Linked DNA regions of Mus musculus: regions 2, 3, 4, 5 and 6 are each linked to region 1. A link is a contact called in public Micro-C and promoter capture Hi-C data. All regions are on one chromosome and are shown on one strand. The core of a region is the stretch at or near the end of the contact, and the rest is flanking DNA. Distances in the headings are between cores, read along the strand shown. Region 1 holds the start of Auh (AU RNA binding protein/enoyl-coenzyme A hydratase). Region 2 holds the start of Spin1 (spindlin 1). Region 3 holds the start of Secisbp2 (SECIS binding protein 2). Region 4 holds the start of Sfxn1 (sideroflexin 1). Region 5 holds the start of Sema4d (sema domain, immunoglobulin domain (Ig), transmembrane domain (TM) and short cytoplasmic domain, (semaphorin) 4D). Region 6 holds the start of Gadd45g (growth arrest and DNA-damage-inducible 45 gamma).

Region 1 (4,093 bases), core at 985-3,484:
CCCACTCAGGCCACGATACCCACAGCAGCCCCTTCCCTCTCACAGACCATCACGCGCCCTGCTGAGAACAGATTTCTCACCAGAAGTGAGTTTACATCAAAGGAGATACTGATGGACGCGCGCGCGCACACACACACACACACACACACACACACAGACGATCCTGCTGAGAAACTACACCTATCCGTCCTCAAACATCTGTAAAAGACCACAACTCCTGCTTCATAAGGCCTGATTCCACTCTTCAGATCTCCCTCAATGTTGTCTGTCTCTGGAGCCAAGGCTTGAACTCTCCTGAGTCCCTGCCATGCTGTTTGCTGTCTGTCTGTCTGTCTGTCTGTCTGTCCATGGCAAGCCACTAGTAACTAAACCAGTGACAATCTGATTCAGTGTCCCTGTACCACCCACCTTTCAGAGACTCCATCTGCAGTACCCTGGCTCCCGCATCTTCCTCTGCACTACTTATAAGTTGGCTCAGACATAAAAAGAAAGCAAAGCCTGCACCGTCACTTCTGCCAATCCTCAAAAGGATGCTGGGTCAGTCGTTAGGCCAGGATGTCCTAATTACTGATATCTGCCTTCAAGATAAACATTACAGTTTATCGAAATATTAAATAATCTTCCAAGGGCTGTATCTTCCCCTGCAGTCCAATCGCATCCCAACTTAAAGACTTCCAGGAAGTTCTGTGTGAATGTGCGTACAAACACACACGAACACCCACTAAAGCATATACATACAGCTAACAACGCTCCCAACCCCTTCATAAGTAACACACCCCCGGAGCATATAACATAACTGAAACGCCAGCAAAACTAAGCTTACCCAAAAAGACTGGCATCCAAGGCTTTAATGATTCCAGGCCTCTAAGGCCCCAGCTTAGCTTCCTACAACTCTGTCACACCATACTTGTCTTCTGTCATTTCCCAAATAAATATCTCCATCATTTTGACCATTCCGCTGTCTCAGAAGGCTTGAACGTGCAAGAAACAAAATGACTCCGCATACTTCTGAGCGCCCTGCAGAGGCTGCTCAACCCTCAATACACAGTATCCTTCCCATCTCCACAACCACCTCATGGAGTGCCTATCATTCTGCTTGATATATTCGATGGGTGGAGCACAGGGAACTTTGCGTCAGAACTGTCAGTCTCGTGTTGCCTACAGAATGCCTTGGAGTAGACACTGTGGTTCAGCCCTGTGATCCCAGCACTCTTAAATCTGGGGATCTTAACTTCCAGGGCAGCCTAGGTTATAACAGTGAGAGATAAACCCTGCAGGCATTTCGGGGTTCTCAACAAGCCTTGAAGCAAGCGTCATCTGACCTTCAATACACAGGAGAGCTTCTAAAAAGACAGCCATACTGACTTATTTTCCACTTCTTAACAGATTCCAGCATCCAATAAATGGATGTCAAAATGCATTCAGTGGTCCTCTCTTCCTTCTTGGGCAATACGTTCTTCCACCTTCTCAATCACTATAGTTAAGCCGACACTGCAACTAAAGGAAACTCAATATTCCTCTGCATCTTACCTTTTCATAGCTTTCCACCCTTTGCCATGCACTAATATATCTGTCTCCTCCCACTGTAATCAGCCCAAGGGCAAGATGAATAGCCTCATTATTTACCCCCCACGGAGCTCAGCAAGGCAAAAAATTTAAAAAGCGTTCAAAATTCTTTAAGTGAAGTGCAACAGCCCCCCAAAACTAACTCTCCGAGATAATATGTGCAAAAGAATGCTTCTAATTTAAGCTTCTCTCGAGTAATAAAAAGGCATCCCCGCTGCAGCTCCTACAACTCTCGCACTGACGCCTGGGGTAGCAGGGAGCTATTACACAGCAAGAAGCAACCCTGGCCCTGTACTACACGCTCCGCATTGACCTTGGCTGGAGAGACCCCAGGCGCGAGCATCATCACTGAGCAGGCTGAACCCGGAAGGCCACCGTACCCTCGGGGACGCAGTGACAGCCGGGGCAGACCTCCGCGGCCTCGCCCGCGCTTGCCTGCAGCTCACCTCGGTTCTCCTCCTCCAGGTGCCGCACGCGCAACTCATCCTCCGTCTTCACCTCCGAGCTGTAGCCCCTCCTCGGGGCGGTACCCCTAGCCCAGGCCGCGGGGCCGAGCCGCGCGCAGCACGCGGCCACCAGGCGGACGCCAACCGTTCTCAAGGCGCCCAGAGCGCCTGGAGCCGCCGCCGCCATGTTGTATGTTTACAGCGGGCGCCCGCGGCCAGGCTCCGCCCCCCGCTTGGAGCCGCGCACGCACACGACAGGCGTCGGTCGCTTTGGCCCCGCCCCTCGTTGTCTGGCCCCTCCCAGGCACTCTTTACCTCGGCCGCCCGGGTAGCATTAATGTTTTGCCAGCTCAGAGAAGGAGAGGCATCTTTAAAGTGTGGAAACGCTTAAATGAAGAGGACAAGAGGGTCTTGCCTCCATGCACTTGGTCCATAGTAGGCTTGTGACTGACCATCCCGGAAGGAAGGAAGATACTCGAAAGACAGACCCTTGTTCCCCTCCTCTGTGTATCATCAGATTGTTAAAATCCACAAGGTCTTTAACAGTGGGGACTCCCACCTGGCGGTGGTGGCACACACCTTTAGTCCCAGCACTTGGGAGGCAGAGGCCAGCCTGGTCTGACAGAGACAGAGAAACCCTGTCTCAAAAAGAAAAAAAAAAAAAAAAAAACAGTGGGGACTCCCTCCTCTCTTCCCTGAATCCCAGGTGAAGATGGGGAAGTTTAGGACCAGTCAGAGGAGGAACTTATCTTTAGACAGAAGCCTCACACAAGTTGAAGTAGAGAACCAAAATCATGCATAGCCAGGCCCAAGTTAATGTGTGGTCCCTTTCATCTTTGACCCAGCACTATCTGTGAGAAATTTAAGCTTTTCCTTCTCCACTGGGGGGGGGGGCGGGGGGGGGGTTGGGAGTGGAGGTTTTCCAGTTCCCTGAGGAGCGAGCCTTCCTAGTCTGAATCTAAAGGAAGAGATAGAATGTCTCCTTAGAGTATTCCCTGTCCTTCCAGACAAGCAAATTACACTCTGGCCATATAAATTCCGGTATAAGGACTAGAGAGATGGCTCAGTGGTAAAGAGCACTTGCTGCTCTTCCGGAGGACCCCCAAGTTCAATTCCCCACACCTGCATGGCAGCACAAAGTTGTCTGTAAATCAAGTTCCAGAGGATCTGGCACCCTCACGCAAACAAGCAGGCAGACCACTAAAGCCCAGAAAAAGAAATCACTATTTTAAAAAGAAAGAAAAAGAGATTCTGTATAATTACCTTCAACGTCCGAAGCACATGTCCCTTCGGTGTTCTGCCTGCTGGCTTTGGTCCAAACGGAAGAGAGCCAGTGGAATCCTGAGTGTCTGCTCGCTGGGGAGGTTGTTGCTCTTGAAAGTTACATTGTGTCTTTTTTTCTAATCGCAATGTTCCTTTCGCTAAGCGTTGAGATTGTTACTGTTACTGTTTCTCCAACTTAGTTTTGAAATTTCTAGGCAGAAAGGAGGTGTCGGGGTAAAAGGGAGGCCAACTAGTGGGAGAGATAGGGGTGGGGGGAGAAGGGAGGAGAAAGGAGCAAGAGGAAGAGGGAGTAGGGAGAGAGAGCACTTGATTAAGGATGAAAGCCAGCCAGCATGGTGGCTTCTAATTGGTGGGTTTAGAGCAAGCCCCTGGAGTCCGGCTATGGTGAGAGGGTCATCCCTGCATCCCTGCCTCCCTGCTTCCCTGCCTCCCTGCCTCCCTGCATCCCTGCCTCCCTGCATCCCTGCCTCCCTGCATCCCTGCATCCCTGCCTCTCTGCATCCCTGCCTCCCTGCCTCCCTGGCAGTCAACATAGGGTGTGACAATCAGTGAGGACAGTGCTTCAGGCTCTCCCAGTGAAGGCAAGACAGACATCCAAATTGAGCAAATTAAGAACCAGGGAGGCAGAGAACTGAAAACCAACTGCATCAGGGTGACTGGGGCCCACCTCAGCGGTAAGAGAGGTGAGTTCATGTCCAAGACAGATGCAGAGACAACATCAAATTATAAGACTTCATTGCACTGGGAAGGCTTTGGGTTTTCCCCAGTTTGTTTATTTGGCCAATTGGCTTTTTATA
Region 2 (4,093 bases), core at 840-3,339, 1.8 Mb before region 1:
TGGTCAGTTGGGTCTGCAAGTGGCCTCAGATAGGTAGAAGCCAAGGATGACACCAAATGCCCTACCATGCACGAGGCCAGGTATTGGGGAGGCTTACACAGGAAGACCTTAAATTACAGGCCTGCGTGGGCTTACCCAGCTAGATAGTGAGGCCCTGGTTCAAGCAAAACAACCCAATACTCTTTTCCCCAAGTTACCAGGTCCCAAAATGTCAGTAAGTGCTAGGCAGATGTGAAGGCCATTTTTGTCAACTTGACATCAGGAATCAAAACTCCAAAATGGATGGGCCCACCAGTGATGGATTTCTGCTTAATTAAACCATTTGATATGGATCTTTGAGGTAAAAAAAATATACCTTTAATCCAGACCTTTTGAGGTGGGAAGAGACACGGTTAATGTGGATCTTCTGAGGTAGGAAGACATACCTTTAATCTGGGGCACACTTGTTGGCAGCTTATTTAAAGGACACGGAATAAGGAAGTTTTTGCTCTTTGCTGTCTCACTAGCAAGTCCATTCCTTCACTCACATTATAGCCTGCTTGAGATTCCAGCGTATGCTGAAGACCAGATGAGACATTCAGCTTTCAGTACTGAACAACTACTGAATTCCTGGACCTTCTGTGGGTAGACAGCCATTGCTGGACTAACTTGATCAAAGCCTGTGAGGTATTCTAATACATACTCTTTCCATATGTATATATTCATTTTGTAAGTTCTGTTCCTCTAGAGAACAGAAAAAAAAAAACAAACCAAAAAAAACCAGGCGTGTCACCAAGGAAACGGAAGTGTTCCATACTGTCACTCCAGCCTCCTTCCCTATCACACCCTTCCTTGTTCCTGTCAGCCTCCACGATCAAACATTAAACACAACAAAAGCTAATCTTCTCTCAGTGATCTCCAGGCTGGCTGCATCTCTACTGAAATTAGCCCTCTCTTCGGTCTGTGACTACGTTGCTCCTGCCAAGAATGTCATCTGAGACAAGCATTTTAATTTGAGCAGGCACATATCAATCTTATTTTGAAAAAAAAAAAAAAAGTGCCAATGGAATCCCAAAGAGCACAGCGAACTAAGAGCCGTGCTGCAGGTTTGGAGTGCGCAAAGGGCTTTCCAATAACGTCTTGTAATTCGACCTGGCAACACTCTGGCAGGAGGCTTATTACAATGCGGCAGTGCTACAGCACTCGAGGAACCAGGTCGGTGACCGCCTGGATCCAGACACTGGGTTAAAGGAGGGAAGGAGACCCAGACGAAGCTTCAGGTCCCGTATTTCACTTCCCCTCAAACCAAACCATCCCGGACGTTTTCTTTTTCTCTCTTTCCTTGCCCACAGCCAAACAGATCCTCAATAGGCGATCTTAACTGGAACCAGAGTCGCACGGATTCTCGTGCGATCGTGGGAAGTCTTGGCTTGCAGCCTCGCGAGGAGCCCGGGGTGACTTCTAGAGCAGCGGCTGCAGCTAGGCCAAGGCTAGGTGTTTGCAGCAGCCACCCTCAGCAGGTGTTCGCAGGAGGCCCTGAGCTTTGCAAGCTGAGCCTAGTTCCTCAGCCACTGCGCAGTGCGGCGTACAGCAAGGCGGTGTGTCTTCAAGGGAGCATGGGGGAGCCTATCCATATTTTTAAAGGGCTCGCGTCCTGCAGTCCAAAGCTGCTGCTCCGCAGGAAAGTGCACCTGCGCGGCGCACGGTCATGTGACCTAGCCTCCTGCATCTCCGCAGCTAGCCAGGCAGCTACCCGAGACAGCAGACGTAAGGTCCCAGGACAAAGAGTCAGGATAGCTCCTGGAAGCCGTCCTCCCGTGCAAGAGTAAATACCAACGCCCGCTACTCTCCGTTCGTCTTCCCGACCCTGCTCCGCTTGTAAGAGAGGCCGGCTCTACGCCAGGCCCGCGGCTCCCCAGCGTGTACCTCGCCGCTCCGGGTGCGCGCCCCACCCTCCAGGTGAGCAGCGCCAGGCCCCGCCCCCGCCGCCAGGGCCCGCCTCCCACCCGCGCCTGCGCAGTGCGTCCGGCGGCGCCGGGCGCCGGGGCGGCGCGGCCGTCGCAGTTCGGCGGGCGCAGTGCGCGTGCGCCGTGGCGGCCGGGGGGCGGGCGGCGGCCGCGGCGAGGAGCGGGGGTGGGGAGGCGCCGTCTGGCTCGGGCTGGGCCGGCGGGGAGCACGAGCGAACCACGGCGGCCCCGTGGGCAGCCTCGGTGGCCGACAGGTGAGACGCGCGTGGGGCTGGCTGCAGGGCCGTGAGGGGGGAAGCGAGTGGGCCTCTCACGGCGCGCGGACCCAGGTGAGCATAGCCCGCGGGGCCCCGGGCGCATTGTCCGCGGGCGGCGCCCCTCAGCGCCCCCTGCCGGCCGGGCTCGGTGGGGCCGGGGCGCGGCGGGCTGGGGCCGGGGCGTGCGCGAGTTCCTTTGTTCGTCGCCCCCGCCCGGTCCCCGCCGCCCCCGCCAACATGGCGCTCGCGGGGTCCCTGCCCCAGCCCCGCGGCCGCTTCCCGCGCGCTTTGTTCCGTGCCGGGCGGGGGGCGGGGGCGGGGGCATTGCGTAACCGGGCGGGGGAGGGGCGTGGCGGGACCCCCGCGACGGGTCATCCCGGTGACGCCCTGCCTGGGGGGCTCGGGGCGCGGGCCTGCGTGACCTTGGGTTTGCCTCCCCGAATGCGCCCGATAGATGTGCGGTGCGGATACTGCGCAGCGCCGGGGGTCGCGGTCCCTGGCGGCTTCCTGCACGGATGGTGCGTTCTGGGCCTTTCCGGGAGGCGGGGGGTGTCGGGTTGAGAAATGGCTTCAGTCATCCACGACGTTGCCTGCGCATCTCAAAGTTTGTTTACGCAATTGTTTTTATATTGATTTGGTTTCGATGGTCTATGAATTGGGTTTCGGGTTTTGTAAGGATTTTTCTCTCTGTGTGTGTGTGTGTGTGTGCGCGCGCGCGTGCAGTCTTACTTCTGGTTTAAAGGCTTGTTTATTTATCGTGTACATCCAAAAGCAATACAAGATTCGTTCAAGTGTTGTAAAGGATTTTAGTGTGACTAGCGAGAAAGATGGTATCCGTATCGAAATGCGAATGCCTCACTAACTTTCCTTGGAATTTTCTGGAAGAAGCTGCAGCCTGAAAGGATTGATGGAGAGTAATTGCCTTCTGCATAGCTTTTGTTAGAGAGTGAAAATGAAACCGGATCTTAGACGTTTTTTTACCTATACATCCTGAGCGCACTTCTGAGGTGGTGAAATTTTGGAAAGATAGAAGAGGCACATCTTTAGCCTTTTTAACCCCTTCAGTATTAGTTAATGGGTGAACACGATTTACAGGATGTCCGTTATCAGATTTGGTAATTGTGTATTAACGTAGCCTGCTATGTTTATAAAAACGTGTAGTGTTTCTCTCAATAAGTAAAACGAAATTAGCTTTAAAATCCTACTTTGACATGCCTAAGAAATGGATCAAGCAAAAGGCTTTCAGTCTAAGTGAATTTGTATGAGGTCTCCTGTACTCTAGACTGGCCTTGCGCCACTCTCCTTTTTCCGCCTGGAGTACAATCGAGTGAGGGGCTGTCTTTTTATACTTAGGATTTTTGAAATATATGTGTGTGGATGTTTTGTCTGCATATTTGTCTGTGTACCACATGTGTGTCTGGTGCTCAAGGAGTCCAGAAGAGGGCTCTGAACTCCCGGGACTGGAGTTAGACAATGGGAGTGCTGGGAATCAAACACGGGTCCTTTGGAAGAACAGCCAGTGAGTGCTCTTAACCGCTGAGCCATGCTTAAGGTTTTTTAAAAATAGATTTTCACTATGGAATTTCTCTAGTCAAGCCCACTTTAGTGTTCAAAGGAGGTGCTTTAAGCCTTTCTGGGATAGCTAAGCTCTGATGCTGCCCATCTCTTACATAGGATAGGGTGGTCACCCTTCACCAGGCCTAGTAACAGGATTGTAACCCTAGTTGTTGAGGAGGGTTGGAAGTTTAAGGACAGCTTGTATAATTTAAGGTCCTGTTTCAAAAAGTCAGAAGTCTGTGGTAGAGCAGTTGTCCTGCACATACATGTTGGACTCCAGGTTTTGCCTCCTAGTACAACAAACTACCTACCATGTAAACGTTCCTTAAATAG
Region 3 (4,093 bases), core at 662-3,161, 1.3 Mb before region 1:
TGCACATATATAGAAATTGTTGCTACCTTTTTATACTTAAAAGGTGGCATTGTTAAACTGGAGTCTTCCTTGGAATTATGGCACATATCTTTAGGAGCTCAGAAATCCTTCCTATCAATAGGAAAGCAGAAGTGCTATAGATGCTGGCCTTCATCCCGTTGAATGAGGAAGCTTTGGGTGGACTCTCTGAGTTTAATCTTTTAAGCCCCCACCCCCCCCCCTCACCCCCCAGAGATCTGGTTTGACTAGAACAACCCTTTCTTAGCTAAGTGTGTATGGCATCAATTTATTTATTTGGATGTGAATTAGCCTGAGATCCAGCAGCTGACTTGAATTAGCTGTTCTTTTTTCAAAGAGATTACATTTCTCTTCACTGAAAATGATTTTGCAGGTAGAAATTATTTTCCAGAGTCGGTCAAAGGATAAAATGGTAGAACAATGCTATTATACGAGTTTGTCCGCATTTACTATTTATTACACCGACAATTCATTTTGAATACTTCAAATAGTGACATGGAACTTAATATTTTCTTTCCACAGAACCGCATATTCTTCTCTTTAGACGACCTCTTCCAAAAGAACAACAAAAATGAAGTGCAGCTGGGATCATCTAATCTTTTTCAAATTTAATGTATATGTGTATATAAGGTAGTATTCAGTGAATACTTGAAAAGTGTACAAACCTTTCATCCATACCTGTGCATGCGCTGTATTCTTCACAGCAACAGAGCTCAGTCAAATGCAACTGCAAGTAGGGTTGTTTTAAGTTGTTCAAGATAGTTTCTTGTAGTTTTTTCTTAATATAAATGCCTGTTTTATTTTACCTGTTTTGTTAAATAAAGTTTGTATATTGCATTTATATCACCATTGTTGAAATTAATTTGACTTGATTATTTTTACCCCTGGGGAAAATAAACATACTTGAAAAAGAAATATAAGAAAATAAACATACTTGAAAAAGAAATATTAAGCTCCAAATGAGGATATTACAGCTTTATTGCCAGTTTACTTCCTAAATAACTTTGGATTCTGCAAGTGAACAGAAAAACCCACCGCTTGATAGTGTCCACAAGTCTACAAAAAGTCTAGTGGTTTCAGAGAAAAGTATCTTAAAAGTTCAGGTGCCACATTCGTGCATCTTGTGTGAACCAAGAAATTAAGCACACATCAGTGGATAGCCATAAAAAAAAGTATGAGTGGCCAGAAACAAGACTGTAGTTAGACATTAGCAGGGGTGATTTCTCATTGAACACAGTAAACACTACAGAGCCACAGCCTTCCATGTGTGGGATACACTAGACCTAACAGGGCTACTGACCATGAACTGGCACTGGTGTCTTGCTTGAAAAAAAGGGCTGGTGTTTAATTCTAACCCTACAGACTGACTCCAAGGCCTGTTTGCCAAATGCCCCCACATTGCAGGCGACCTTTTTCTGTCCTTCGACCTGTTTCTGTGCTCTTGGTTTCATTTTGGAGTTGTGTTTTGCGAGAGCTTCCTGTTGTCCAGGCCCCAGCAGAAGTCTCACATAGCTAAACATTTGACTCCTCTTAGTTCCAAGGTTCTTCATCTGCCTGCAGGCACCCGCCATGACATCCTACTAGAAACTCCACAGGAGCAGATGCTCCTGGAAGCTCACCACTGAGCAGGTCTGCCGGCCTCACTCTTACTAGGAGTCTCCCTCCTGCACTGCATCAGTGCGGGCGCCCAGAGCCTGGCCTCCCCTAGTGTCACATCACCAAGCCCGCCCCACGTAAGAGCTCAGCCGCGCCCTTCCTGGCCCACCACAAGCCACCCCCTAGAGCTGTCGCTGCCCCAGTCTTCCACGTGCGGCTCCGGAGGCCCGGGACGCCGAGCACTTCCGGCAGGGAAGGCCTCCGTCGCGCCTCGGTGACGTACGTCCTGGCGCCGCCGCGCAGGAAGGCGGAAACGCTGAGTCGTTGGTTAGGCGCGCCGCTAGCTTCACGGCGCGGGCTCTTCCGTGGCCGCCATGGCGTCGGAGCGGCCGCGGGAGCCGGACGGCGAGGTAAGGGGCGGGCTGCGGGTCTAGGCACACGCGCGGGGCCGCCGGGCCTGAGGTTCGGGGATGGGGGGCTTGACCACCCTCTCACGGTTCGGCCAGCGAAATGATAACACATAGGCTACCTACGGCCTCGGGCACCTCGCACCCGCGTCCGCGCCTGCCATGACCGCTAGATGGCGCGCCGGCCGTCCCAGAAATCCACTCTAAATTGGCCAAACGCGGTGATAAAAGTTGTCAGAATAACCCATACTCTGCGTTCCAAGGGCTCATGGCTGTGGGATGATTTTTCTCTCAGAGGTTCCGTGTGGTTTACTAACTACAGATGAAATATGTGGTGATTTTTGTTGAGAAGTTAGATGGCAATAAATGTCAGCGGTGTGTTTTACATAATAACTTTGAGCGTCCTTTGGGTATAGTTTAGCGACACTAGGTACAGGGTTCTTATATATCTCATGTATAAAGATGGAAGAGGTAAAAATAACTATCTTCAAGTTTAAATCCTCAGAAGCATTCCGAGTTGTGGTTCTTGTTATATAACAAGGTTGGGGTTTCCTTCGACTTTAATTCATTGTCCTTTTTTCACATGTAAGGTCCAGTAACCTTTTTTTTTTTTTTAATAATAAAAACATCAGGGAGATATTGTTGCCAAACACATTTTTGTCTTTGCACTGCACCTTTGTAATCACCAATGGGCCTATCAGAATGGCGCACCTTTCTTGTGGTTTGTATTTGATGGCATTTGGCGAATCTCAGGAGCGTTAAAGCCCATCCCCACCCTCTCATCCTCAGGATAGCATCAAGTTGTCAGCTGATGTCAAACCATTCGTCCCTAAGTTTGCTGGGCTCAACGTGGCGTGGTCAGAGTCCTCAGAGACACGTGTCTTCCCAGGCTGTGCGGCCACCTACTATCCATTTGTACAGGAACCACCAGCAGCTGAGTATGTATTTTCTCGATGCCTTGCCTCATGCAGAGGGTTTCTCTCCCAGAGGTAGTGATTAGAGCCTCACACACTGAAACATACATAACATCTTACAGGACGGCTTGCAGGTGAGGAAAGGAGGCTCTTCAACCAGCAAAGATTGGGCTCTGTAGCCTGACTAAATTCTGTGCAAAAACTTCATCCAGGAAGGGACCGACACTACGGAACTTAGAAAGTACAGTTGCAGGGTCATTTGTTTACAGTTGATACTGGTTCACGCGTGTAGGGACTGAGGATGCTGCTTTGCCATTTGTCAGGCCCTGGGCTTGATCTTCAGAGCTACCAAAGCAAGACAGAACCAAACAAATTCACATTTGTATTGGGAAAAGAAACGGCAAGAAGGAAGGGTAAATGGGAAAAGGACAGATGGATGAAGGATCAGATAGATAACATGCCAGGCTGGACAACTTAGCGAGACCCTGTCTCCAGTGACAGAGCTCCGTGGTGCAGCTCTTTCTGTCAAACACAAGGCCTCAGGGTCAATCCCCAGTCTACTGAATAATTACCAAGGTGCCCATCTTTTACGGCTCCTGGCCTCCGTGGTGTGCAGGATCCTCTTTGTACTCTGGCCTTCTGGGCAGCATAGTGCAGGATGTGAGGGGCTGAAAGGGCAGGACTGGAGGAAGACTGTGCAGGCTGTAGTGCAACTCCTCAGCCAAGGGAATGGCCTTTCGGCTGTTGTGTCTAGGTTGCTGAGACACTGTCAGGTACTAAACCAGCAGTCGGCTGCAAAACTGTGGGAGCATGCCCTTGCTGTGCTGCCATGGCATCTGAACTTACTTTTTACTTGAGATTACCTTTTCTGTGGTGCCATAGGAGGAAGCCACGGCCTTGTGCGTTTTATGAAGGCTATCTACCGTTGAGCTCTGTTACCCTGGTCCTAGTTCATTCGTTCAACTCTATCAGTAGCCAGGCAGTTTTGGCCCACACCTTTAATCCTGGCACTTGGGAGACAGAGGCAGGCGGATTTCTGCGTTCGAGGCCAGCCTGGTCTACAGAGTGAGTTCCAGGACAGCCAGGGCTACACAGAGAAACCCTGTCTCGGAAAAAAAAAAATCAGCAGTATTCTTTGCAGGAAGAAAAAAAGAGGTC
Region 4 (4,093 bases), core at 1,141-3,640, 1.1 Mb after region 1:
TTGTTTACAATGTATGGGTTCTCTCTCTCTCTCTCTCTCTCTCTCTCTCACACACACACACACACACACACACACACACACACACACACACACACTAGCTCTTTGTAGAGTCCTTTTGTGTTTTGTTGGTTGTCTTAGTTAGGGTTACTAGTGCTGTGATGAAACCATGACCAAAGCAAGTCGGGGAGAAACAGGTTTATTTGGCTTACACTTCCTCATCATTCACTGTTCATCACCTAAGAAAGTCAGGACAGGAACTCAAACAGGGCAGGAACCTGGAGGCAGGAGCTGATGCAGACAGAAGCCATGCAGGGGTGCTGCTTACTGGGTTGATCCTCATGTCTTGTTCGGCCTGCTTTCTCATAGAACCTAGGGCCAGACTCCCATGAGTGGCATGACTCACAATGGGCGGGTCCTCCCTCCCCCATCAATGACGAATTAAAAAATTAATTCGTGCCACCAGCTTGCTTACAGCCTGATCTTATAGAGGTATTTTCTCAACTAAGACTCCTCCTCTCTGATGACTCTAACATGTGTCAAGTTGATTAGAAAACCAGTCAGGACATTGGGTCTTTGCTTTCTCTCTCAGTCCTTTTTCAGTCTGCTTTAGAATCAGACTAAGGACATATGGAAGTTCTGAGTATAATGAATACCATTGAAAATGTCTGAGAAATATTGCTCCAAGCTCTGCTCTCCATGTTTGTTTTATGAATTCACTTGCAATTGAGTTAGTTTTCTGTTGTCTAAGGCAGTGTATCCTACTGCCTTGTGATGCAGTATATTCAGGAGCCACAGGTATGGTGGGGAGGTTGGGCAGTAAAAGAATTCACGCAAGACAGTACTAGGTATAAAGGGACATGTTTAACGAGCACGGTGCAATGGGACAAAGCAGTAACAGACAAACTATCTTCTTGGCTTAGACCAGTTTTTAATGTGGGGACTGTCTTGGTTTCTTTTTCTGTTGCTGTGATAAAACATCCCAACAAAAGCCACCCAAGGGAAGGAGGAGTTTATCTTAGGTCACAGTTGGAAAGCACAGTCCATCACCCAGTGGAAGTCAAGGCAGCTGGAGCTTGAAGCAGTGGATCAGAAGGCTCCAAGGCAACAGCTCTTTTAGACCTATGGGTATTTAATTTGATCAGTGTGGCCTTGGTCACATCATCCACACTCAGAAGGAGCACTGCTTTTCTTTACAATGTTAGTAGGGCCTTCTGGGCCAGTCTCCCACAGTAGAAGCCCCTAAAGGTAGAAGCCTGATCCCCACTCCCACCCCCCATGTTCCCCTCTGGTGACCTTTTTTTTCAGCCTGTCCTGGATGTCTGATTGGCTGGATGGAGCTCCTCATTGATTCTGGTACAAACACATCCTTTCTTTTTTACCATTCTTCTGTGTTTGTAACTGTAGGACAATCTACTCCTTCAAAGTGTTTTAGCTGTTTTGGGCTCTTTGTTTTCTCATATACGTTTTACAGTCACCTTATTGGGATACAGACAGACACACTCAATGGGCGCGCGTGTGTGTGAGCGCACACACACAGAATCCAAATTCAGTTCGGAATCTCATTGCTTGTAGAGGTTATTTGGGGTAGAATTTCTGTCTTTAAAAAAAGGGGGAGGGGATTTATCTACCTGTGCAGAGAATGCAATTCGTTATTTGTTGTATTGTGCTGGCCTTCAGAATGCGTCCGAGATTCTATGCTTCTCTCCTCATCGTCCAACCTGGTCTAACCAGGTCCAACCTGACTAAGCTCATGACCTCTGGTCTGCACCTCCCCTATGGTCCCATCTCTGTCCAGCAGCCAGTGACTCTTTTGAAGGTGGCACTTGTATTGTCTAGTTTTTCTTAGAGGGCTGGCTGTGCCAAGCTCCCCCATTTTAAGAAGCATTAGGGGCTGGCGAGATGGCTCAGTGGTTAAGAGCGCCGACTGCTCTTTCGAAGGTCCCGAGTTCAAATCCCAGCAACCACATGGTGGCTCACAACCATCTGTAACGAAATCTGATGCCTTCTTCTGGAGTATCTGAGGACAGCTACAGTGTACTTACATATAGTAAATAAATAAATCTTTAAAAAAAAAAAAAAAAAAAAATACCTAATAAAAAATGGAAAAAAAAAAAAAAAAAAAAAAAGAAGCATTAGCCCAAATGAATGGAGGAACAATGATGATGGGTGGTCTTCTAAAAAAAACCAAATTGAAAAACAGTGGCATTGACCCGGGCTGCGGCTAAGATGAACTTAGGAGTTCTCAGTGTGGCCAGAAGCAGAAGCGCGGGCACATGGGGCGTGCGCAGACTGCGGAGCTCAGCAGCCAAAGCCATGAATGACACCGAGGCAGAGGCAGGAACCTCTGGGCGGGGCCGCGCGTCGTGAGCGCGCGTCGTGGCCGCGCTCCTGGGGGCGGCGCGCGGGGCCGCGGCGCTTCCGGCAGCTGGAGGCGGCGCCGAACGGGACCGAGCGGCGCGGGTGGCGGCCGGGTAGGCGGTGAGTGGCGGGGGGCTGCGGAGCGCGCGCGGGGAGCCGGAGGCGCGCGGGATGGCGCAATCTCGGGGGCTGCAGGGGACCCAGTAGGGTCCACTGTGCGCGCTGGGGTATGCCTGAGGCGGGTTACGTACGCCCGGGACCTCGTGAGTCCGCAGCTCTAGACTGGGGCTAGGGAGGCCTCAGCGTGGAACTGATCTTGTGGAACAGATGTGAAAGGGGAGCATCACGCACCGTGCCACGCGTCCCTAGCCACCGCGTGACGAAACATGCTGGGTGCAGGCGGCCAAGATGGCTGCCAGGGGACTGTCTCCACGAGGATGGGCGCGCGCAATTGCCAGGTGACCAGGTGGCTCTTAGTAGCTGGGACCCGGAGGTCCGCGTGGAGATCACTTGGTGGCCGACCTCCAGCTCTTAATCTCTTCAAGGGACCGAAGTGTCCCAGGTAGAACCGTGGGACCCTCACCCTCAGCTCCCACATCGTGTTCCTGCTGATCATCTCAGGTTCAACCGCCTCCAGAATGACAATGACCACACTAAGGTCTGTGCCTCCGGAGTTAGATCTCTGACTTTTGTATTCATCCAATGCTGCCAAATCCATAATCCAGATTTGAAAACTGAGGCATTAAAACTTGAATAACTTGCCTAAAGTGTCACAGCTGGCCAGGGAGAAGAGCCAGGCAATCCGAGTATATATATTGTTTCCACTTTGTCCCTCAGTGACGATGTGACGATTGAGAGACCTCGTGGAAAAGCGTAGTTCTGCTGGATTTCAGAATTTGGGCCTTTACCCGGGACTCTCCCTTTATAGTTTTCTCACACTCCTGATCCCTCATCTGCTGCACCTACTTTGGGTGCCTCTAGTCAGCAGCTCTCAACTGTGGTTGCATATCAGAAGTTTACATGACGATTCATAACAGTAGCAAAATTATGTTTATGGAATGGCAACGAAATAATTTCATAGTTGGAGGAATCACTAAACCATGTATTAAAGGCTACAGCATTAGGAAGGTTGAAAACCACTGCCTAGATTTTTCTCTCCGTCCTTGTTCCAGGCAGAGGCAGGAGTAGAGAGGCGAGCACTGAGGTAAAGAAGAGGACTTTGTGGGTCTTAGAATGCTGGACTCAGGCTTGCTGTGTGAAGGAGAGCTGTTTAGAGGACAAATGGAAGTTCAGCAGGAAGTCCCAGAACCTCAGGCCACCCCTCCCCACCCCCCACCCCACCCCCCTCCCAGGACTGAGGTTGTCACATTCACAGCAATAACAGTGTTTGGGAAGAGTTTGTTAATTCCCACCCAGCTCTGATAAGGAATTGCTCCATCTGTGTACTCAAGGGTGCAGCCAAAGGTCTGCAAAATGGAGAGAGTTGTGCTTAGTTTTCTGTAAAAGTTTGGTGAAACTATCCCGGGGTGTGCAGCAAAAGCTGGCTGAGAGGAAGCATCCCCTTTCCCCTCCTAACTTCTGCCAAGAAAGCTGTGAAGACAGCCAGGCCAAAAGGACTCATAAAGCAGTGGGGCCACTTTCTCTTTTATCTAAACTGTGTGTGTGTGTGTGTGTGTGTGTGTGTGTGTGTGTGTGTGTGTGTAGGAGGAGGAGGAGTAGTAGTAGTAGTAGTAGT
Region 5 (4,093 bases), core at 1,177-3,676, 1.1 Mb before region 1:
GCAGCAGGGTTTTTTTCCCCCCAAGACCACCTTGGCATGACCACCAAGCTCATGCTATGGCTCTCTGGGTGCCTAGGGAACAGAGAGCCTGAGGGAGATCTTTTCCAAACTCGAGGGAACAGTTTGCTTTAAACAACAACAATGAGGAAATTCCAAATCCTCTTCTGGTATAGTGAAGATGTTCTGGAGGGCTCAAACCCAGGGTCCCTGGCTCTAAGCTCACCCTAAACATAATCGAATCAAAGGAAACTGTCCCCCTCCTCAGCCTTCCTAGCCCTCCCAGGGCAGGCTCCCTCTAGAAACACCTCAAATGGCTAAAGAAAACCATTGATCTTTGAGATGCATTATTGATCATGCTGTCCATTAGCACCCATTCCCATAGCCCTGGCCCACCACACACCATGCCTGGGGTGGGAAAGGCCTCCTTGGACACTGTCCATAAAAGACAGCCTAGAGAAGCAACTGTCCACAAGTGGATGATGTCACCAGACACACTGCCCTGGCCCCAGACCCCCTGGATTCCTGAGGCAGCACGGTCCACACCAGGCACCTCATCCCTCAGTCCAGGGCAGGCAGCCACCTGCCAAGACTCCAACCACTGGGGAGGAGTCTCTGTAAGGCACACAATGACAGCCAGAAGTCATTGGAGTCTATAGACAGAGGGACTTCGCAGCTCCATTTCAAAGGACAGACTTAAACAAGCCCATCACAGGAAGGCAGCCTCTGACTCTTGCCCTGGCTCCAGGTCGCACATCCATCGTGCAAGAACGGCAATGCCACAACTGGTATAGGCAACGTGTGTCTGTTTCTTTGGTTTACTTGCTGTGTGGACCAGCCAGACCTAACTGAGTCTTATGGTCAGGAAAGACAAGCTTTGCCCACACCAACATCCCTGCTCACTATTCTATCCATTCCGCTTCTCAACAGATGATCGCTCTGACGTGATGCACACAGACAGCAACGGTCAAAATGACAATCAGGCCATTATAGTCGCTACCGGGATCTACCCCCACCTCTGCCCAAGACTGCCTGCTTCTGGGACACTGTAAACATTCCCAAATAACCCTGCCTGCCTGGGCAGACAAGAGACAAGTCAGACGCCAGGGGCACATATGAAGTGACAGACCGCTGGTGTCACTTCACCCTCCTGGGAAGGAAACTTCCGTTTGGTAGCGCCTGGTAGACCCACAGCTGGGTCAGATGGCTGGCTACAGGCCCCCAGTCCAGTGAGAGGTTGGGCCACCCACGGGCCTGGGCTGTGCTCCACACAGTGAGGGTTTTCAAAACAAAAGCAGGACAAGTTCATGTGGCAAATGACCCAGTATGTAGGGGCAGGCCTTCACCACATGCTTCATTGAAAGCCAAAACTCCACATTCACCCACAGAGAGACTAAACAGAAAACATATAGAGGGCAGCTACGTGCTCAGCGCTGTTTTGTTTTTTGGCTGATTTTTTTCCCCAAGCCATAACTGGCTGAGCCCCAACAGAACCAGCCCCCTGCAAATCATCGGGCGCCAGCAACAGGTGCAGCTCGAGCTAAAGCTGGTGGTGGTTCCGGGCGGTTCTAGAATAACGCAGCCCGAATCTTCCAGGAAGCCACCGCCTTGCAGTGCCCACTGCCCGGCGGTGGCAACCTCACCGCGGCCGCACCTGTCTGAGTGCACCGCGCCACATCCGGTGCACCCGAGCCAAGGCCTGGGAGACCGAAATAGAAGCTGGTTAGGCCGGGGCTGGGAGCCCGGCTACGGGCACCGGGCCTGACCTGGGAGGCACCGATCAAGGAGTCAGCACCCGGGGGTCCCAGCGTGCAGGGCCTGGCTGGTCAAGTCGCATCCGCTGCCTGTCCCGTGTCCCTGCTCCAGCCACCTGCCTGCCAGGGCCTGGCGGGAGCTAGGGAAGGGACGCCGGAGAGAGATCCGGGCTGGGGTGGAACTGCAGAGAGGGTCTGGAAAACGCGGTGGAAATGTAGAGGGGGGTGAGGAATCCGGATGGGACTCAGAGGGGACCCAAAGGATCCTGATGCGAACGCAGAGGGAGTCCGGGGGCATCCAGGTGGGAATGCAGACTAGGTCCTAGCGGTGTGGGAGAACCTGGGGAAGAAGCTCGGAGAGGGATCCTGGGAGCCCCGAGGGGGTCGCAGGAGAGGCTCCAACAGGGTTCCTAGGTTTACCGCGGGGGCTCGCCGCGCTCCGCGCACCTGCCCAACCCCGCGCGCGCTCCTCCCGCGCCGGCCCAGTCGCTTACCTGGAGCGCGCGTCCGACCCGCGGAGGCTCTCGGCGGGGGCTGGCCAGGCCAGCTCCGCGCCAAGAATGGCGGCGGCGTTGGTGGCAGCGACGACAGAGGCGAACGGCGCCAGGAGCTTGAGTCGGGGAGGCCGGGAGACGCGCGGAGATGCTGCGGCGCGAGAGGGAGCGGAGGCCGGCGTGGGGAAGGAGGGCGCGGGGCTAGCGTGCAGGCCCCACCCCCTCTCCCTCCCTTCCCGCCTCCTCCCCTCCCCCTCCCGTCTCTTCCCTCCCTTCGCCCCTCCCCCTTCCTCCTAGTCCCTCCTCTCACCCCAACCTCTCTCCCTTCTTCCTTGCCCTCCCGCGCCCCGCCCCTGTCTTCACCTACCCCAGTCTTTTTCTCCTGCTCCCCTCTTGTTTCCTTTCTCCCTCCCTTCCTTTCCTTCCCCATTTACCTTCCACCACCTCTTCCTCTTTTCATCCAACTCCCTCGTCCTCTTCCCCCGTGTCCCCCCCCCCCCGTCCCCCATCCCCCAAAGCCCCATGGTCCAGACCCCAGGGGCTCTTTCCTACCCAAGTCTGGTCTCTTGAAAACAGAGGAGATTACCAGCAAAAGGAGCCTTTTGATCCTTTCAGCCTCCTAATGATCCAGCCTGCTCGTCCAGGTCCCCAAAGTCTCCTGTGCCCCATGCTCTGGGGTCACCAGCGTTGACCCCAGAGATGCTGGGCTCTTACCTTTATGATCTAGGATAGACCCTTTGGGGTTCTCAATGCAAGGTGTGGGTGGTTCTTCCCATGGACCAAGGCTTCCTGTATGCAGCTCCCGATGAGATACATTTCTAACTAATTCTGGGCCTTCCGAAGTTGGTTGGTACAAAGGGTAGACATAGCCAGGTCCTTAACATGCTTTCTGAGGTTGGTGCTCCAGAACCTATGATTAAAAAAAAACCCAGACAGTGGTGCTTTGTTGTAATCCCAGTGTTGAGGCAGAGACTATTGGTGGAACCCTGGATGGAGTTCACTGGCCAGCCAGCCTGCCTTACTTAATCCGAAGTCAGACTCAGATTTCAGTAAGGGACCCTGTCTCCTAAAACTAAGTGGACAACACCTGGGTTGACCTCATGGCATATTGCATGGGTACACACACACAGACACACACACACACTGCAGCCACAGGGCATGTCCTTTTCTGCCCTTGAAGGGAGAAGTGACCCTCAGTTCACACAGTAACTGGCCAGGTGGGAAGTGCTGCCCAGAGACACAGTCCCTCCCTAAAAGGAAACCCAGTTCCTTAATGAACCTGCCGGAAGAACCAAGAAATAGATCAAGACCAGTCTCTAGGCAGACTGGTGGCTTCCTGAATTCCAGAAGGCCCTTAGGGGCTTCCAGCAGGGATGAGGCTGTTGGGAAGGCAGGCAGCTGACAGCAGTTAAACTGAGCAAGCCCTTCCTAAAGGATAGAAGGTCCTAGAAAGAACCAGGAAGCTTCTTCAGGTTAGGTGTGCCAGTCAGTGCTGGCTCAGAGAGCACAATAGGCCTACTAGAGGTCAAAACAGTAGAACCAACCAGAGGAGGGTCGGTTGTCTTTGCTCTAGGGCTGTGTTTCTCAACCTGTGGGTCAAGAACCCTTTGAGGGTGGGAATTCGAAGGTCTTGTTCACAGGGGTCACCTAAGACCATTGGAGAACACAGATATTTACATTATAATTCATAACAGTAGCAAAATTACAGTTACAAAGTAGCAACAAAACTAATTTTATGGTTGGGGAGCCATCACAACAGGAGGAACACTATCACAGGGTCACAGCATCAGGAAGGTTGCCGACCAGTGCTCTAGGGGGGCTCATAACCTGCATTGAATCTAGAACCTG
Region 6 (4,093 bases), core at 418-2,917, 1.1 Mb before region 1:
ACTCTCTCTCTCTCTCTCTCTCTCTCTCTCTCTCTCTCTCTCTCTTCTCTCTCTCTCTCTCTCTCTCTCTCTCTCTCTCTCTGTGTCTGTGTGTGTGTGTGTCTGTGTGTGTGTGTGTGTGTGGGTGGGTGTGTGGGTGTGTGTGAGTTTTGCCTCAGTCTGGCAAGCTTCATGAACGCCCTTTGCCCTATCCAGTCTCCCAGGCTTCACTCAAGAATCTCCAGAAGTCCCCTAGCACACTTTTCTGTGTTAGCACAGAGAGACGCAGACGCCCACAGTGTCGTGTTCTGCGGGCGAGCAGTCTGGAAGCCTGATGTGCAGGTCCCACGGGACAAACGATAAGTTCAGAAAGCTCTCAAGATCACTTCTAATTTTATTACGTTATCAGAAAAGAACCTCTTGAAGAAACATTTTTAAGTAGTTGAAATATTTCAAATTCTCATAAGACAAACGGATTCTTGGTCCTGGGTGGCAGGCTCCTTTCGGTCTCCAGGCCCGGGCGCCCGGTGCAGGCGTTACCCTGATTCTAAATGATGCGCATAATAGCACAGGGTTCTCGGTGCTTGGGGTGTCCCAGCTCAAACCCCCCTGAGAGGTCAACGCGAGGCAATATTTGGTGGGTGGATGAGAGGATCTGGATTTTTCTAGGTCGGCCGGTAGGCGGCGCCCTGGGAAAAACAATGTGGAACAGCCGAGTTCCCGGAGTCTGAACCCCGGAACCTCTGGGGTTTGGGGCACAGTAGCCTTGGTGTACAGCTCACTCTCGAGCTTAGCACGCGTGCATCAGAATCCCAGCAGTCAGAATAAGCCTAAGAGGTGCGCACCCAGTGGCGGGGGAGCGGCACGCTGCTCCGACCCCCACGCGCCGGGCAACCCCGCGACCCCGGCTCCCGACGGGGCTCGGCCCACCCCACCGGCGGCAGGTGGACAGTGTTGCTATGAAAGAGAAAGCGTCGATTGTCCCCACCGCGAACTGCCACACGCCAGACCTCCTCTTTTGTGTGCCCCGTATAGAAATGCAAACGAGCCGCGTGTGCCGGCAGCAATCTGCTGGTCCCTGCTGCCCGCGTCCCACAGCGATCTGCTAGGGGTAGGGGTGGGGGATGGGAGGGCTTAGACCTTGCAGCCGCGACCCCGAAAGGCGCAGAGTCCTGAGTCCCTAGTGGCAGCCTAGGCCTAATGTCAGCTGCAGTTGCAAACCTTTGACTTTAAGTTTCGGTTTCGATGTAACAACCCTATAAACTTCAAACTGAAAATTGAGGAAAAATTAGAAAGGTCGCAAAAAAAAAAAAAAAAAAAAGAGCAAAAAAAAAAAAAAAAAGAGGGGGCTTTTACATTCTCCAAGTGTGCATTCTACAAATTCCAGTATCGTATCAGCAAACAACGTACTTTTTTTTTAAACTTTTTCCTTTTAAGGACTTACAAAAAAAGAAAGGCGAGATGAAATCTGCAGGCTCCAGTCTGCCTGGTAACACCCTGACAAAAGCGGCAGATTTGAGGCTGTGTCATCCCCCGCACCCCTCCCCACGTGGCCTTCTGGCACGAGCCGCAGGCCTGCCGCCTCATTTGCATCAGAAAGCGGGCGCTGGCCAATGGGAGTGCAGCCTCCCGCCAGCTGGCGGCGGCGCGCCGAGCCTGTCTATAAAAGGGCTCTCCCGGCCCAGCCTGGCGCACTCGCTGGTGGTGGGCGCGCATCGGACTCTGGGAATCTTTACCTGCGCTCGGGTTCCCTCCGCACTCTTTTGGATAACTTGCTGTTCGTGGATCGCACAATGACTCTGGAAGAAGTCCGTGGCCAGGATACAGTTCCGGAAAGCACAGCCAGGTGGGTTTTGGGGTGCCGAGAGTTGGCCTTGTCTGGTAGTGGTCTTACAGGGTCCTCTAGGATAGAAGTTTGCAGGGTGGGAGCCGTGCACTGTCTGGCTGTGAGGTGCCGAGGCGCGGGACCAGAATTACTGCATTCGATTCGTGTCTAGAGCTAGAGTTTGGGGTGCCAGCACCTGATCGTAGTTGGGGAGCCTGATATACGGGCGCCAGATCAGAAGTAGGGAACTGGGAGTGCAGGCGCCAGGTCGAGACTGGGTGATGGGGAATGAGGGCGCCAGATCATGACTAGGGTGCCAGAGGTGTGGGCGTCAGGTCGGGACTGGGGATCCGGGTGTGTGGGCGCCAGGTCGGGACTGGGGATCCTGGTGTGTGGGCGCCAGGTTGGAGTTGGGAGGCAGGAATGCTGGCGCCAGGCAGGTCTAGGCTAAGGGGCCAGCTGGGACTTGGAGGTCAGGGCAGGGATCTCTCCGTCGCGTCCCCGTGCTGGTCCCCACTCACGGCGCTTGTTCTTTCACAGGATGCAGGGCGCCGGGAAAGCACTGCACGAACTTCTGCTGTCGGCGCAGCGCCAGGGCTGTCTGACCGCTGGCGTCTACGAGTCCGCCAAAGTCCTGAATGTGTGAGTGTAGAAAGGCCCCGCGTGCAGGGATTGGGGTTGGCGCGGCGCGGAGACCTGGGGGTGGCATCGACTCTGACCTTGTCCTTCCCATCTGCTCTGCAGGGACCCTGACAATGTGACCTTTTGCGTGCTGGCTGCCGATGAAGAAGATGAGGGCGACATAGCGCTGCAGATCCATTTCACGTTGATTCAGGCGTTCTGCTGTGAGAACGACATTGATATCGTGCGCGTGGGAGACGTGCAGAGGCTGGCGGCGATCGTGGGCGCCGACGAAGAGGGGGGCGCGCCGGGAGACCTGCATTGCATCCTCATTTCGGTGAGTGTCCCCCACTGTTTCCCTACGCCAGTCCCCCAAACCATCCTGGCCAACGACAAGCATGGCTGACCCATGTATTTTTTTTTTTTTTAAATTCAGAATCCTAATGAGGACACATGGAAGGACCCTGCCTTGGAGAAGCTCAGTTTGTTCTGCGAGGAGAGCCGCAGCTTCAACGACTGGGTGCCCAGCATCACCCTTCCCGAGTGACAGCCTGGCAGGGACCTTGGTCTGATCGACTTGGTGACACTCTAGCGCGCTGCTGGCTCTGGAGTGGCCCTCCGAGGGCGCTCGAGTGCGCGTGGAGACTGGCAGGCGATGTTGCCTGGAGAGCGAGGAGCGCGGCCTCCCAAGAAGGGGGTCTGGCGGCAGCGGGGACACCTTGTTCCGAGCCCAGGACTCTGCCAGTGTCCGGAGAGGCTGCTAGCACAGGAAGGCCTAGGCGAGGACGTTGGCCCCAGGGCCGGGAAGAACCGACCAGCGAGGCAGGTGTGACTCAGCAAGCAGCCTTCCAGTGAAAGGAGGGGAAAGAAAGGCAGGCGACCGCCTGGACTTGGTACAGCGGCAGGAGCGGCCACTGCAGGAGCGAGCTGGACTTAGCCGACTGCACTGCTCTTTCAAAAAACGGATCCCGGGCAATGCTTTCATTTTCTAAAGGACGCTATCGTGGAAGCTTTGAATATCACAATAAACTTATTGAAACAAACTTAATGCCTTTTTATTGAGGGTAGGGGATTCTAATGGGGAGGGGGCGGCGGTAAAGGATGTTTCACGGCACCTGGGACCACCTTTCTGTTGGGGCAAGAAACTGCAGCCTCCTGGGGCTGGCGGTGGGGGAGGGGGTGCAGGCGAGTAGTAAACGGGAGAACTTGGGCCAGAGTACTGTTTGAGCCTTTCAGGAAGATTTCAAACTTGCAAGACAGGAGCATACTTGATAAGGCATCCGGGTGCAGGAGCTCCAGGCTTGCAATCCAATTCGATAACAGTGACTTCTGCCTCCAGTACCTCCCCTCCCCCGCTCCGCCCCCTCCCCCCACCTTTGCCTCGACAGCTGCTTATCTGAACAGCTTGCGGGAGGCCCTGTGCCTTCCAATACAATGAGCTTGCCTCTGCAGCTCTGCCCTTGGTGCGGTGGCTGGGGATGGGGGCGGGTTGCTCTAGCTTTCAGGAACTTTCTCCTTTTAATTGCTCTGACAAAGCTACGCTACTAAAGTATTAATATCAAATATGACACCAGCGAGTTGCGTTCTCAGTATGAATCATCATTTTGTCACAGCCGTGATGGAAGTTACAGTATCTTAGCAGAAGTTGGAAGGCACCGTCTATTATAA

The links. Promoter capture Hi-C pulls out the DNA fragments that hold promoters and counts their contacts. A called contact is a pair of places that touch in the nucleus more often than the background predicts.
Region 2: a contact with region 1 is called in a promoter capture Hi-C map of pre-B cells, with 2.1 times the contacts expected there. The contact joins the promoter of Spin1 here to the promoter of Auh in region 1. A contact is called at or near these places in 1 of 39 promoter capture datasets (pre-B cells) and 2 of 484 Hi-C or Micro-C datasets (CD4 T cells and CD8 T cells).
Region 3: a contact with region 1 is called in a promoter capture Hi-C map of pre-B cells, with 4 times the contacts expected there. The contact joins the promoter of Secisbp2 here to the promoter of Auh in region 1. A contact is called at or near these places in 9 of 39 promoter capture datasets (the C10 cell line, HPC-7-derived erythroid cells, cranial neural crest and 5 more), 3 of 484 Hi-C or Micro-C datasets (CD4 T cells and pre-B cells), 2 of 115 datasets of contacts at active chromatin or transcription factors (embryonic stem cells and large pre-B cells) and 1 of 9 other capture datasets (liver).
Region 4: a contact with region 1 is called in a Micro-C map of the G1E-ER4 cell line, with 3 times the contacts expected there. The contact joins the promoter of Sfxn1 here to the promoter of Auh in region 1. A contact is called at or near these places in 1 of 39 promoter capture datasets (liver) and 2 of 484 Hi-C or Micro-C datasets (both in the G1E-ER4 cell line).
Region 5: a contact with region 1 is called in a promoter capture Hi-C map of pre-B cells, with 2.3 times the contacts expected there. The contact joins the promoter of Sema4d here to the promoter of Auh in region 1. A contact is called at or near these places in 3 of 39 promoter capture datasets (liver, neutrophils and pre-B cells) and 3 of 115 datasets of contacts at active chromatin or transcription factors (the 230-238 cell line, astrocytes and regulatory T cell precursor).
Region 6: a promoter capture Hi-C map of pre-B cells shows a contact between it and region 1, with 11 times the contacts expected there. The contact joins the promoter of Gadd45g here to the promoter of Auh in region 1. A contact is called at or near these places in 12 of 39 promoter capture datasets (the C10 cell line, the HPC-7 cell line, HPC-7-derived erythroid cells and 7 more), 4 of 484 Hi-C or Micro-C datasets (B cells, the G1E-ER4 cell line and pre-B cells), 3 of 115 datasets of contacts at active chromatin or transcription factors (astrocytes, forebrain and large pre-B cells) and 2 of 9 other capture datasets (liver and pancreatic islet).

What each region holds. Positions count from the first base shown.
Region 1 is chr13:52,927,443-52,931,535 of GRCm38.p6, forward strand. Auh (AU RNA binding protein/enoyl-coenzyme A hydratase) reads right to left here and starts at 2,235. Exons shown (of 10, transcript NM_016709.2): 1 at 2,013-2,235. The coding sequence starts at 2,199.
Region 2 is chr13:51,098,791-51,102,883 of GRCm38.p6, forward strand. Spin1 (spindlin 1) reads left to right here and starts at 2,090. Exons shown (of 6, transcript NM_146043.4): 1 at 2,090-2,200. It overlaps 9430083A17Rik (RIKEN cDNA 9430083A17 gene), which reads right to left and starts at 1,937. Exons shown (of 1, transcript NR_029463.1): 1 at 1-1,937.
Region 3 is chr13:51,649,797-51,653,889 of GRCm38.p6, forward strand. Secisbp2 (SECIS binding protein 2) reads left to right here and starts at 1,912. Exons shown (of 17, transcript NM_029279.2): 1 at 1,912-2,024; 2 at 2,811-2,959. The coding sequence starts at 1,989. It overlaps Cks2 (CDC28 protein kinase regulatory subunit 2), which reads left to right. Exons shown (of 3, transcript NM_025415.3): 3 at 541-866. The coding sequence ends at 593.
Region 4 is chr13:54,069,455-54,073,547 of GRCm38.p6, forward strand. Sfxn1 (sideroflexin 1) reads left to right here and starts at 2,391. Exons shown (of 11, transcript NM_027324.5): 1 at 2,391-2,478.
Region 5 is chr13:51,791,252-51,795,344 of GRCm38.p6, forward strand. Sema4d (sema domain, immunoglobulin domain (Ig), transmembrane domain (TM) and short cytoplasmic domain, (semaphorin) 4D) reads right to left here and starts at 2,427. Exons shown (of 16, transcript NM_013660.5): 1 at 2,246-2,427.
Region 6 is chr13:51,845,008-51,849,100 of GRCm38.p6, forward strand. Gadd45g (growth arrest and DNA-damage-inducible 45 gamma) reads left to right here and starts at 1,668. Exons shown (of 4, transcript NM_011817.2): 1 at 1,668-1,825; 2 at 2,345-2,446; 3 at 2,549-2,762; 4 at 2,862-3,468. The coding sequence starts at 1,773. The coding sequence ends at 2,972.